Linked DNA regions of Mus musculus: all the other regions are linked to region 3. Evidence: chromatin contacts called from public ChIA-PET and Hi-C data. All regions are on one chromosome and are shown on one strand. Each heading gives the region's core, a stretch centred on a gene start, on an enhancer-like site or on the middle of the called end of the contact. The rest is flanking DNA. Distances are from core to core; before and after follow the strand shown. Region 1 holds the start of Med30 (mediator complex subunit 30). Region 2 overlaps Gm41323 (a long non-coding RNA gene). Region 3 has its middle 66 kb from the start of Gm23267.

The links. A called contact is a pair of places that touch in the nucleus more often than the background predicts. ChIA-PET counts read pairs in DNA pulled down with a chosen protein or histone mark.
Region 1: a contact with region 3 is called in a Hi-C map of pre-pro-B cells, with 2.2 times the contacts expected there. The contact joins the promoter of Med30 here to the enhancer-like site in region 3. A contact is called at or near these places in 1 of 39 promoter capture datasets (pre-B cells), 4 of 484 Hi-C or Micro-C datasets (bone marrow-derived dendritic cells, conventional dendritic cells, conventional type 1 dendritic cells and 1 more) and 3 of 115 datasets of contacts at active chromatin or transcription factors (effector CD8 T cells, embryonic stem cells and memory CD8 T cells).
Region 2: a contact with region 3 is called in an RNA polymerase II ChIA-PET map of effector CD8 T cells, with 29 read pairs. The contact joins two enhancer-like sites. A contact is called at or near these places in 1 of 484 Hi-C or Micro-C datasets (pre-B cells) and 3 of 115 datasets of contacts at active chromatin or transcription factors (CD8 T cells, effector CD8 T cells and memory CD8 T cells).

The regions. Positions count from the first base shown.
Region 1 is chr15:52,711,064-52,714,761 of GRCm38.p6, reverse strand. It overlaps Med30 (mediator complex subunit 30), which reads right to left and starts at 2,317. Exons shown (of 4, transcript NM_027212.2): 1 at 2,076-2,317. The coding sequence starts at 2,252.
Region 2 is chr15:52,752,224-52,755,772 of GRCm38.p6, reverse strand. The region is part of intron 3 of Gm41323 (a long non-coding RNA gene); the gene reads left to right. Among named protein-coding and RNA genes, the nearest start is that of Gm34794, 32 kb to the left of the region's middle. Within about 2 kb of position 2,287, at least 56 of the 459 cell types and tissues checked have an H3K27ac peak or open chromatin away from gene starts, as enhancers often do. A contact at or near this core is called in effector CD8 T cells and memory CD8 T cells, where this site is marked.
Region 3 is chr15:52,563,567-52,567,004 of GRCm38.p6, reverse strand. No RefSeq gene overlaps it. Among named protein-coding and RNA genes, the nearest start is that of Gm23267, 66 kb to the right of the region's middle. Within about 2 kb of position 1,289, at least 35 of the 459 cell types and tissues checked have an H3K27ac peak or open chromatin away from gene starts, as enhancers often do. A contact at or near this core is called in effector CD8 T cells, memory CD8 T cells and pre-pro-B cells, where this site is marked.

The DNA.
Region 1 (3,698 bases), core at 1,068-3,567, 150 kb before region 3:
AGAAGAAAATCTCAATTATCTTTTCTTAAGGCAAACAAAAGCCATAAAATACTCTTTAGGGCACTGTACTGGCTAGTTTTGTGTCAACTTGATACAGCTGGAGTTATCACAGAGAAAGGATCTTCGGTTGAGGAAATGCCTCCATGAGATCCAACTGTAAGGCATTTTCTCAATTAGTGATCAAGGGGGAAAGGCCCCTTGTGGGTGGGACCATCTCTGGGCTGGTAGTCTTGGTTCTATAAGAGAGCAGGCTGAGCAAGCCAGGTGAGGCAAGCCAGTAAGTAACATCCCTCCGTGGCCTCTACATCAGCTCCTGCTTCCTGACCTGCTTGAGTTCCAGTCCTGACTTCCTTTGGTGATGAACAGCAGCATGGAAGTGTAAGCTGAATAAACCCTTTCCTCCCCAACTTGCTTCTTGGTCATGATGTTTGTGCAGGAATAGAAACCCTGACTAAGACAGGCACCCATAGAAGTAAAAGATGTTAACAGGCTCCAGATATGGCATCAATTATACTATGCTGAGTAGCTTTGGGGCAGTCAGTTTACTTCGCTGACCCACAGGCTCCTCAGGAGTAGAACAAAGATGCTTTCTGCATCTTGTAATGTGAGGATAAGCAAGCTCTAAGAACGACTAACAAATGGTACTGTCACAATCTGGAGCCAAAAGATGAACTTAGACCCAAACGGATTGCCCATATCATCCCTTCAGAATCTAGCCAGGAGATAAACACAAGGAGAGATTCAAAGAGCAAAACTTCCACAGGAAACATCCATTGCTTTTTAAATTTTAAGTTTGATACCAAAAGCAAGAACTATGGATGAACAAATCAACAAGTAGGATGCCCTCAAAATGATAAACCCTCTGCTCCTCAAGAAGAAAAGAAATGAGTGGCCGACTTAAGTACCTGGGAAAGTAAAGAGAGACAACAGTAACAAATGACGATAAAGCAGAGGTAAACAAGGACCCTCAGAGATGGAGATTCAAATAGATCAGACACATTAAAAAAATTACACACACACACACACACACACATACATACATAATTCAGCTATTCCACTCTGAAATCAACTGAAACACATTCCCATACAAAAAAATCCATTAAAAAATTTTTGTCATTATTTACAAATTCGTTCATACAGATGAACGAATGCAAAGGCTGCCACGTAGTCACTCAACAAATTAGCAAGAGAAAAAAATAACATAAGTATATGCTGAAAGAACCTGGACCAATAGAGCTCACATGCTATGTGATTCTTATCACATACAACTGGAAAAACACTAACACTGGCTCCCTGGGGATGGAGGCAAACATGCCACGGGATGCAAGGAAACTTCTTGGATAACACTTGTTTTCACTCTTGCAACTATGATAAGGTCACAAGTATATTCCTAAACATATGCCATAACTTTACATTTGCACAGCTTACTGTAGTCTAGTTAAGTCTAGAAAGGGGTTACACTATTGTCTGAATTCTTCAGCTTCGGGGCATCTCCTTCAGGAGAAATTTTGCTCTAAAATTTTTAAAGTAATTTTAAAAAGCAAGTACAGCGTGATCCATTTGAACTTTGAAAAGCACGATGGGGTTGGGGGACAGATATGCTTGTGACACTTCTAGCGGTAATGAGCATAGCTAGTATAGGAGTCGCCTGGGGTGGGGGAGAGACGCATGCTGGGTAACAGTTCTGGGGAAAATAGGGGTGACCATGTCTGGAATCGCTCATGTCAGATGGCAGACTCATGCTGGGGACATTGGCATAACGGGGTGTCCACCCGTCGTAACCCTGAGCAAGAGATAGATGCACGGTGGGGACTTTGGGTATAAGGGGGTGTGTCCATGCCTGAGGGTTTTCCAGGGCGTGAGACAGACACATACTGGGAACCAAGGGTGTAAAGCAGGATGGCCAGCCTGAGGTCTTCCAGGTATGGGGTAAGGAGGAGGTGGGACCTCCACACCTGCGGCCTCTCAGGGCAAGGGGATACACGCTGAGGACCTGGGGTGTAGAGGCGACCCGGCCACCCTGAGGTCGCCCGCGGAGGCCCGCTTTCACCAGCTCTGTCACCCCAGGCGCCCACCTGCATGTTCCTGAGCAGCTGGAAGATCTCCATGGTGCGGTACACGATGTCCTGCACGGTCTCCTGCCCGATGCGGCACAGCGTGGCCGTGTTGACCTCGCGCGCGGCCTGCTGAGCCTGCGGGCCGCCGAAGGGCCCGGACGCCATGCCCGTGGGCGCCAGCGGAGGGGTGGACATGGCACCCCCGGCGGCTCGGGTCCGGCGCGAGCCCACTCGGCCGATTTCAAAAAAGCGGCGCCACTTCCGCCCGCCGCGATGCAAGCGCTGTACCGGAAGACTGGCGCCTCGCGGAGCCTGACGCGATTGGGCTCCGCAGTTGGGAACGGTAAGACAGACAGGAAATTACCCAATCAGAAGTAGAGTTCTGCCCAGGGGGCGGTACCAGTGATAGATGGGGTGGGCTTTCCCAGAGTTCTGTCTGTGCCCTAAGTTGTGTGTCTGGCTGGTTCTCTGCTTCTGTTGGGTTCTTGCAGAGCATTCTTTCTCATAACAAACCTATGAGACATGTCTAATTACAGATAGGATGCAGGTTCAGAGGGCTTGAACTAGTTGTTGCACTGGCAATCTTCTGTTCAAAGTCAGAAAACATGATTTCTGTTCTTGTACGCTTCTGGGTAACAAGAAACCCACCACCAGGATTGCTTTTGTTCCCTGTTTGAGTATTTTCCAAGTTCCTCTAAGTAATACACCTGTAGACATGCACTACTTTCTGATTGTGAAACTCCAGTAATAATCCCTCCCCAATGTACATCTGAAATTGCAGCCCCAGATACTTCTCTGCATTTCCCATACATGTCTACAAAATATTAATATGTAAATTAGACACAGTAAGACATTAATGGTAATGTAAATATAGCAATATATTACAGTTACTCCTAACTTGACTGTGCTAACTATTCCTAACTATGCTGTGCCCAGGATAGAAATAGCATAGTAAAAAGTTCAGTAGAAGCTGCCCTCATAGAGAATAAACATTAATTACTGTGATGACTGTGTTAGGATGAGAGCCCAAGGTCCTGACGTCAGGGTGCTCTTTAGTGGACCTTGTACAAGATGAAGGGAGTAAATCTGGGTCTTAAAAATAGATGAAAATGGAGCACTAATTACACCCAAATTGTAGCTTTGGAGACCCAGAAGCCATCACCAACACTTGAGGGAATGCTTTTATTATGGTGAGTATTGGGAAATATGATAGAAGACAGGTAAACAATGGAGGATCTAAAACCATGTAAGGACACTCTGACTGAGCGACAAAGCACATCATAGAAGTGTTTCAAGGAGACAGATCTAAACGTGAAATCTTCAGGACAGATTTAACTGGCTGTTCAGTGGAGAGAGGCTGGTGAATGGTGAGTGCTGCTTCCCTCCTCTTGAAGTTATTGATGCAGATGATCTGAATTAGTGAAGGACTCAGTGGGCGACTTGTTAGCGAAAATCTACAGAACCTGATGTTGTTATAGATGGGTGCATCTGGAGAAGAAGGAATAAAGAGAGCACCTACTTGTGACCTGAATAAATGGTGGAGCTTCTGCCATATCCAAAGAGAGGGAAGAAAAATCAAATTTCAAAGAAGCAGTTCATTCTGTTGTTTTCCTAATGCCTTGATAAAGCATTACCCCAAAC
Region 2 (3,549 bases), core at 1,038-3,537, 190 kb before region 3:
GATAACTTACTCACCAGCCTCTCCAAAGAGGCATCCAACAAGCCACTTATTTCCCTCTGCAATTCTATTTGTGTATTGCTTTTGTGGGTTATTAATGGGAGACATGCAATTTCCCAGACCTATTTGAAAGCTGACGATGTACTTAGAAGACCTGAGCCACAGGCTTTGAGAGAGCACTACTGATTTCAGCTGGAGAAGCTATCCTGGGAAGCTGACAACCTGCAGCTTTGCAGTGCAGCTGATGGAGAAGCCAAGGATTTGGAAATTGGGCCACATAACTATGTTCTGCTATTGACTGTTCAGCTTCCTAATAATGATGATATACAACTGAGATAAAAGCTGGGATGCTATGCTCACGGTTTCATGTCCTAGTTCGTGTGCACACATGTGTCTGTGCATGTGCGTGAGAGGGAGAGGGAGGGAGAGAGGGAGGGAGGGAGGGAGGGAGAGAGAGAGAGAGAGAGAGAGAGAGAGAGAGAGAGAGAGAGAGAGAGAGAACGCAGAGGAGTAGCTTGCAGGGGTTGATTTAATCCTGTCCTTTTACCACATGGGTCTAAGGGACTGACCACAAGTCAGGAGTCTTTCAATGCAGACCTTTACCTGCTGAGTCAGTGCAGCAGCTGTGTTTGAGGAGATCCTAAAAAACCAACTGCACAGTAACAGGGAAATAGTTTTAAAATAAGGACTCCTAAAACAACAACAACAACAACAACAAATTCTAGGTGTCATTTTATAAGAGGGAGAGAAGGCAAGAAAGAGTGATAGCGATAGACCAAGAGGGAGAGGGAGAGGGGGGGAGAGCGAAGAGTTTCTGGAGATTAAACCCAGAGCTTTAGGCAGGCTAGAAAAATTTCATCACGTTGGAGGTAAACCTCAGCCCTAAAAGAACATTTTAATAGATAGCTCAATTACTCTTTGTAACATTACATTGTAGATACAGTATTTCAGTGAGATTTCCGGGTGGTATCATCTGTGCATTTTGACCAAGGAGAGAATAAACAGGAACAACCAGTCCATTGCATGAAGAATTAGTACATTGAAAATGCCAGTGCCTTCGCATACTTATGTAAAGTTACTGTGCCAAGATCCAGCATGCCTGACTTACACAGGTTACCTGTGTATGCTAGTTCTCTGGGAACACAACACTGATCTATAGCATTTTCCTATCGAGATGTTGTTAGCTTTCCCACAGTGCCTGACACATGCTGCTAAGGGGCATCTCTGAAAGAAGATCTAGGAAGACCATAAAGAATCAGCTCCTGAGAGGCTGTGCCAGCTGATAGAGCTCACCACAGGGGAGCCCTCACAAACCAGGCCTAGAAAGAAGTGTAAATACAGGGCTACGGCAGCACTGCATATAAAGGAATTCTATATAATGGAATATATAACAAGTATATGCCAACTGGAAGTTTATACTAAATTTAAGGATAGTGATCTATGACCCCCCCACCCCCCCAAAAATCTAAAATACATGTTTAGCCAGGCTGTGGGGACACAAGTCTTTAATCCTAGCACTTGGAAGGCAGAATCAGGTAGATTTTTGTAAGTTCAAGGCCAGCCTGGTTTACATAGTCAATTCCAAGACTACAGAGAAACCTCTAAAAACCAAACCAACCCAAACCAACCCAAACCAACCCAAACCAACCAACCAAACAAACAAACAAACAAAACAGATAGTGGTCTAAATAGTTAGGCTGGGCCAGAGATTAGATAGAAAACTGTCTTATGTAAATGAGATAAGTTTGCAGATGGAAGTCTTATAGATCTTGTTAAAATGCAATCTTCTTCTTCAGCACACTCTAGGGTATGGCCTGAGAGTCAACGCTGCTAATGTACTTCCTGTGGGGATAAGGGTGTTGGTCTGTGGGCTGCCCTCTCATAACCTCTGACTGCACTCAAAATAAGCCGACCTATTACCATTTTTTTTTTGATCTGCTGTCAAAGCCACAGAATTTAACAGTATAAACCACCATGCAGCTGCACCCAACAAGCATGAGAGGAGGTGGAGGCAGCGTCAGACAGCAGAAGACTGTCCTTCTATCTATCTGAACAACTCAATAATGTTCTGCTATTGGGTGATGAAAGTCCTGGTGGGCTAGGGAAGGTCTTTTTGGCCTAGAAGCAGGAACAAAACACAAAACAGTCAATCAATCAATCAAACAAACAAACAAGCAGTCAACTTGCAGATTATGTGGCTGTGATGGTTTGAATATGCTTGGGTCATGGAAGTAGCAGTATTAGGAGTGTGGCCTTGTTGGAGGAGGTGTGGCCTTGTTGGAGGAAGTGTGCCAATGTAGAGGTGGGCTTTGAGGTTTCCTCCTGTGCTCAAGTTCCACACAGTGTAGAAGAGGGTGTCCTCCTGCCTGCCTTCAGATCAAGATGTAGAACTCTCAGCTCCTTCTCCAGCACCATGTCTGCCTGGATGTTGCCATGCTTCCCACCATGATGATAATGGACTGAACCTCTGCAACTGTAAGCCAGCCCCAATTAAATGTTGTTCTTTAGGAACGTTTCCTTGCTCACAGTGTCTCTTCACAGCAATGGAAACCCTAACAAGGACAGTGGGTGACTTAGACTGTGGGGCAGAAAATCTCACTGGGAAATCTGTTTTACTCCAGATGAGAGAGTCAGTTCCCAGACACACAGCCATTCTTTCCAGGCAGCCCTTGACCCACAGAGTGACTCCTCAGCTCCTCTAAGAACAAAGTACTGAAGTTAAAAACTGTTGGTTACAACTACCACAAGAATAGCTACCCCATTGGTTTTGAGCTAAAATCACCTCCTTTAAGATACAAGACTCAGCCCTGTCAATCGCTAAGTCTGGCGCATGAGCTGGACCTCACTGTCATTGATCTGACTGGTTTGTTGTTGGTTTCTTTTTCCATCACTTGCTCCATTCCTTCTTCCTTCTTGGCAGGACAATCTCCAACAGCAATGCTGAGACATCCATGCAGCCACACTCCCATGGCTTTTGGTGTGGTTTGTGTCTGTCAAATAGTTTGTTTCTTTGGTGGACTTGGATAAAAATTCCTTTCTTAATAAAAAGAGAAACTGCAGCAAAAGAAAATTCTACTCTCTTTTTCCTTCCCTTTAGTTCTAATGGATAAACAAATGATAGTTGGGGCTGCTACAGCCCTCATGGTGTGTGAGACTAGAAGCCTATAGACAAAGAGCCAGCACACTATGGAGACATAAGCGGGAGAATGAGTAGAGCTAAGGTCCTTGATATAAATATTATTGGCGAGCTCTTAACCTAACCCTGTGACCTAGAATTCTAGAATCCTTAAGTGATTTTATCCCCTACAGTTAGGTACCCTTATATCTTATAGGTAGCCTTATACCTTATTGATATACAAGTTACTTAGCCTGTTTGACCCTAAACTTTCTCATCTAATAATTGAGGATAATACCACGCAGGAATGTGAGGAGTAATTAATGATTTGATCTTTATGCTCTATCATACCAGTTCACCTGTATGATGCTCTCCACCCATTTGGCTTATTAGTTACTGTTTGGAGACAGTTTTCTGAGTCCAGCCATCTCAGAAAC
Region 3 (3,438 bases), core at 40-2,539:
ATGTAAAGCCCACTAGTAATGGCCAATACCTTCTCAAGATCACAGGATTGTGTTCATGTATATGGAGAGTAGTACTTAAGTACAGCTCAAGTCCTTTGTATGATCTTTAATTGTGTTAGAGAAGAGTGTGTGGAAGTGAAGGAGTAAATACTTAATGGAAAATTATTATAAGATTTGAAATCTTAAAGCCTCTTCTTCTTCTCTAGAGAGATGGAAGACTATAAGAATCACTAAAACATATATTTTGGACTAGAAGAGACTGTGGGATCATTTAACCTCATCTGATAAATACTGATTTGCCCATAATTCTAGTAGCAGAATGAAAGGTAACAAAATTCACAATCACCCCTTCCCCACTTCTCTTCCCTCTTTTCCTGTTAAAGTCGCTACAATAGTAGTCTCACTCAGATGTCCTATAACATATTTTGCTTAGCTAAGGGGTCCTTGGTTGCAATTTAGAAATCTCTTGATTACTCTACATTGCCATGGTATTACAGGTGTTATTATCATGTATCACATGATATTACATTCATCTCTCAACCTATCTCTCAAAGCCTAACAATAATATATATAACAATAATATATATGCATATTTTTTCTCCCCCCCCCACATAGAAAAGGTTGTAAAATGTGAAAAGTAGGTAGGAGCCTGCCCAGCCAGGCTTTGCTATGATGTTAATCAATTATCCATCAGGGAACAATTTTCTTTTCCAAATTCTTCATTGGGAAAAACAATTAGCAGTGGATTTGGAGCCCCTTTCAATAATCTACAAATTCAAAAGCTTTTCAATGTAGATGATAAAGGGATGGTTCTATTTTCTCTGATAGCAGAACAATCATTCACAATCCTGGTCTTACTATATCCAAAGGTGTCTTTGACCATACAGTATTTTCAAGAAACTTAAAAAAAAAACAAAACTGAAATTGAAACAATAAATCTCTGCCAAATCTTCAGATGGTCCAGAAAGAGTATCTTATAAAACAAAGCAACAAAGGGAGTGCCCAAGAAGGTGGGAATTGTTGACCCCAAGAGAAGATGAAAATCCCTCCAGCATTACCCATGTATTTGAGATCTCACAAATTTTAGGAGAAAAAAAATCAACCAGAATAGTCAAAACAAGAAGTAACATCTAGCACGTCAGGGCCCTGCACAGCATATCTGACAGTTTGAACACCAGCTAAAGTTTTTTATAACACCAAATTTATCATGCACAGGCTTCAGATCTGTCACCAGAAGCAGGGTGATGTCAGTGAGAAAATCTGGTGTTGTTTCATTTTCGCAGGTTTTTTAGGATATGAAACTGAGCTGTGGGTTGAGAGTGTCACCACAAAGAGGGGGTAATAATTAGCAATCAGTGAAACAAGGCCTGCTGTGAGGTTAAGAATAAAAATCATGCTTATTAACAAGCAAGTCTGCCATAGGGAGGAGGAAGTGGGACACACATGCTGTGCAACACTCGGGGGCTCTGGTGTTTAGAAACTTTGCGATTCTGTTTTCTGGGCCATGCATGTGGTATTTCATGAGCAGCGCCAATCTCGCACTTCAAGGGAATGCCAGTGGAATGCTGGGAAATCTGTAGTGACGTGGCACTTGTGTCTTCTCCGTCACTAACATGGCCTCTCACGTTTAAATATTGAATTGAGAAATCTGAGAGCTCAGTTGTATTAAGAAGCTTTTGAAATCTTTAAAGCAGCATTAAAATTTCGAGGGTTTTTAAAATTAGTTTGTGCCTGGTCTCTGGCCCATGTTGAAGGGTGATATTATTCTCTATTCAGTATCTTCTGCCAGCTTAGTATGTAATTGTCTTAGAATGGCTGCATGTCTATTAGTTTGGAGAATCCTGAGTTGAAAATTTTGTGGTACATACTGTAGCAGCAGTTAACCCTGGGGAAGAAATTGCTAGTAGCCTTTTGAAATCAAGTTGCTCCTTTTCATTAGTAATGACATACTGGTTTTATTTGGATGACAATGATCCATGGTTGGGAAAACTTATTTATTGTGGCTTTCATTTGGTGCTCTGTAGCCATGAAATTGGTTCTTTATCTTGATGTGCTAAAAAAGAAAGTTACAGGAAGGTAGACTAAGTCTCAAAATGGCATGAAGTCACAGACAAGTCTGCCCCTTTAATGCAACCTCTCCCTGCACCTGGCATATGCTTCTGATGGCTTTTGCTCTCCCCAGTTGACTTGATTGATGTAGTGATTGGTGTAATGTATTAAAACTTGCCAGAACCATGGGGTATCCAGATATTGACAAGATGTTATTCCCAGTACACCTGCAAAGGTGTTTTGGGATGAGAGGAAAGCTGATGTTGGTAGATTGAGTAAAGCAGAATCCTTTCCCCCATGTAGGTTACCCTCAAGTAACCTAGAAGGAACAGAACAAAGGAGATGATGTTTTAGAGTGAAAGCGAATTCCTTACTTCTGCCTTTCTGAGCAGGCCTATGATTATCAGAGTGCCTCTGGACTCAAACCAAGACATCAGCTCTTTTTGTGTCTGAAGTCCTGTGGGCTTTAGACTCATACTTACTTTTGGCTGTTTTTGGCTTGCTACATACAGAATTTGTGACTTCGTGGCCTCTATAACCCTTTGAGCCAATTGTCCCTCCATTACCCCTTTCTGTTTCTAGGAAAGAATTTTGTTAATCAAGCCAAATAAGTAACTTTAAAGGTAGAAACATGTTCAAGGATACTGATAGGAAAAGAGCAGGAGACTGGGTTTGGAACATTCATAGAATGATTATGCAAGTCCAAGATTGATAAAAATCTTACTTTCCAAGTTATGCAAGAAAATAAATAACTTGCATAAGTACTTTTAGTTCTGCTCTGTGTTACTGCCAACCCAATGCAATTCTTAATTAATATACCCCTATGCTACACAAACACAGCAAAAGCCAGAAAGAGAATTTATGCTTCTTTGTTTTACCCTTAGTGATAAAATGCAAAGCTTTGCCCAGGGTGGAAACCATTGAGAAGTTCATAGAATGTTTCCTTCCGTGTACCTGAGCTCAGTTCCTAACATGATCTCAGCAATGTGTTAACAGGAAGAAAACATAGACTCCTTCTTTGAGAGCTCTTATAACTAACCTGACTGAAACACTATAATGGATAAACTCCTGTCCCTCTTTTCTTAAAATGTATAAGCATCAATGCCCATGGCACTTGGCTTTTGGTCAAATAGACAGTACTTTGTTTTGCTTCTGTCTTTCTGATCTCATGTGTTCGATTTGAGTGAGTTTTGTTTATACAAAGGCTTGATTATCCTACCTGGATGTATTATTATAACTAGTTAATTATTATATAGCCAGTACAGTGTGAATGTACAAAGAAATGAAATTGCTCTTTGTATGAAAATTATGCTGATTTGTACAAAGTAGATTCACTGTATTAGATTAGTTATTTTTTGTCACTATAACTAAATATCTGACACAGAAATC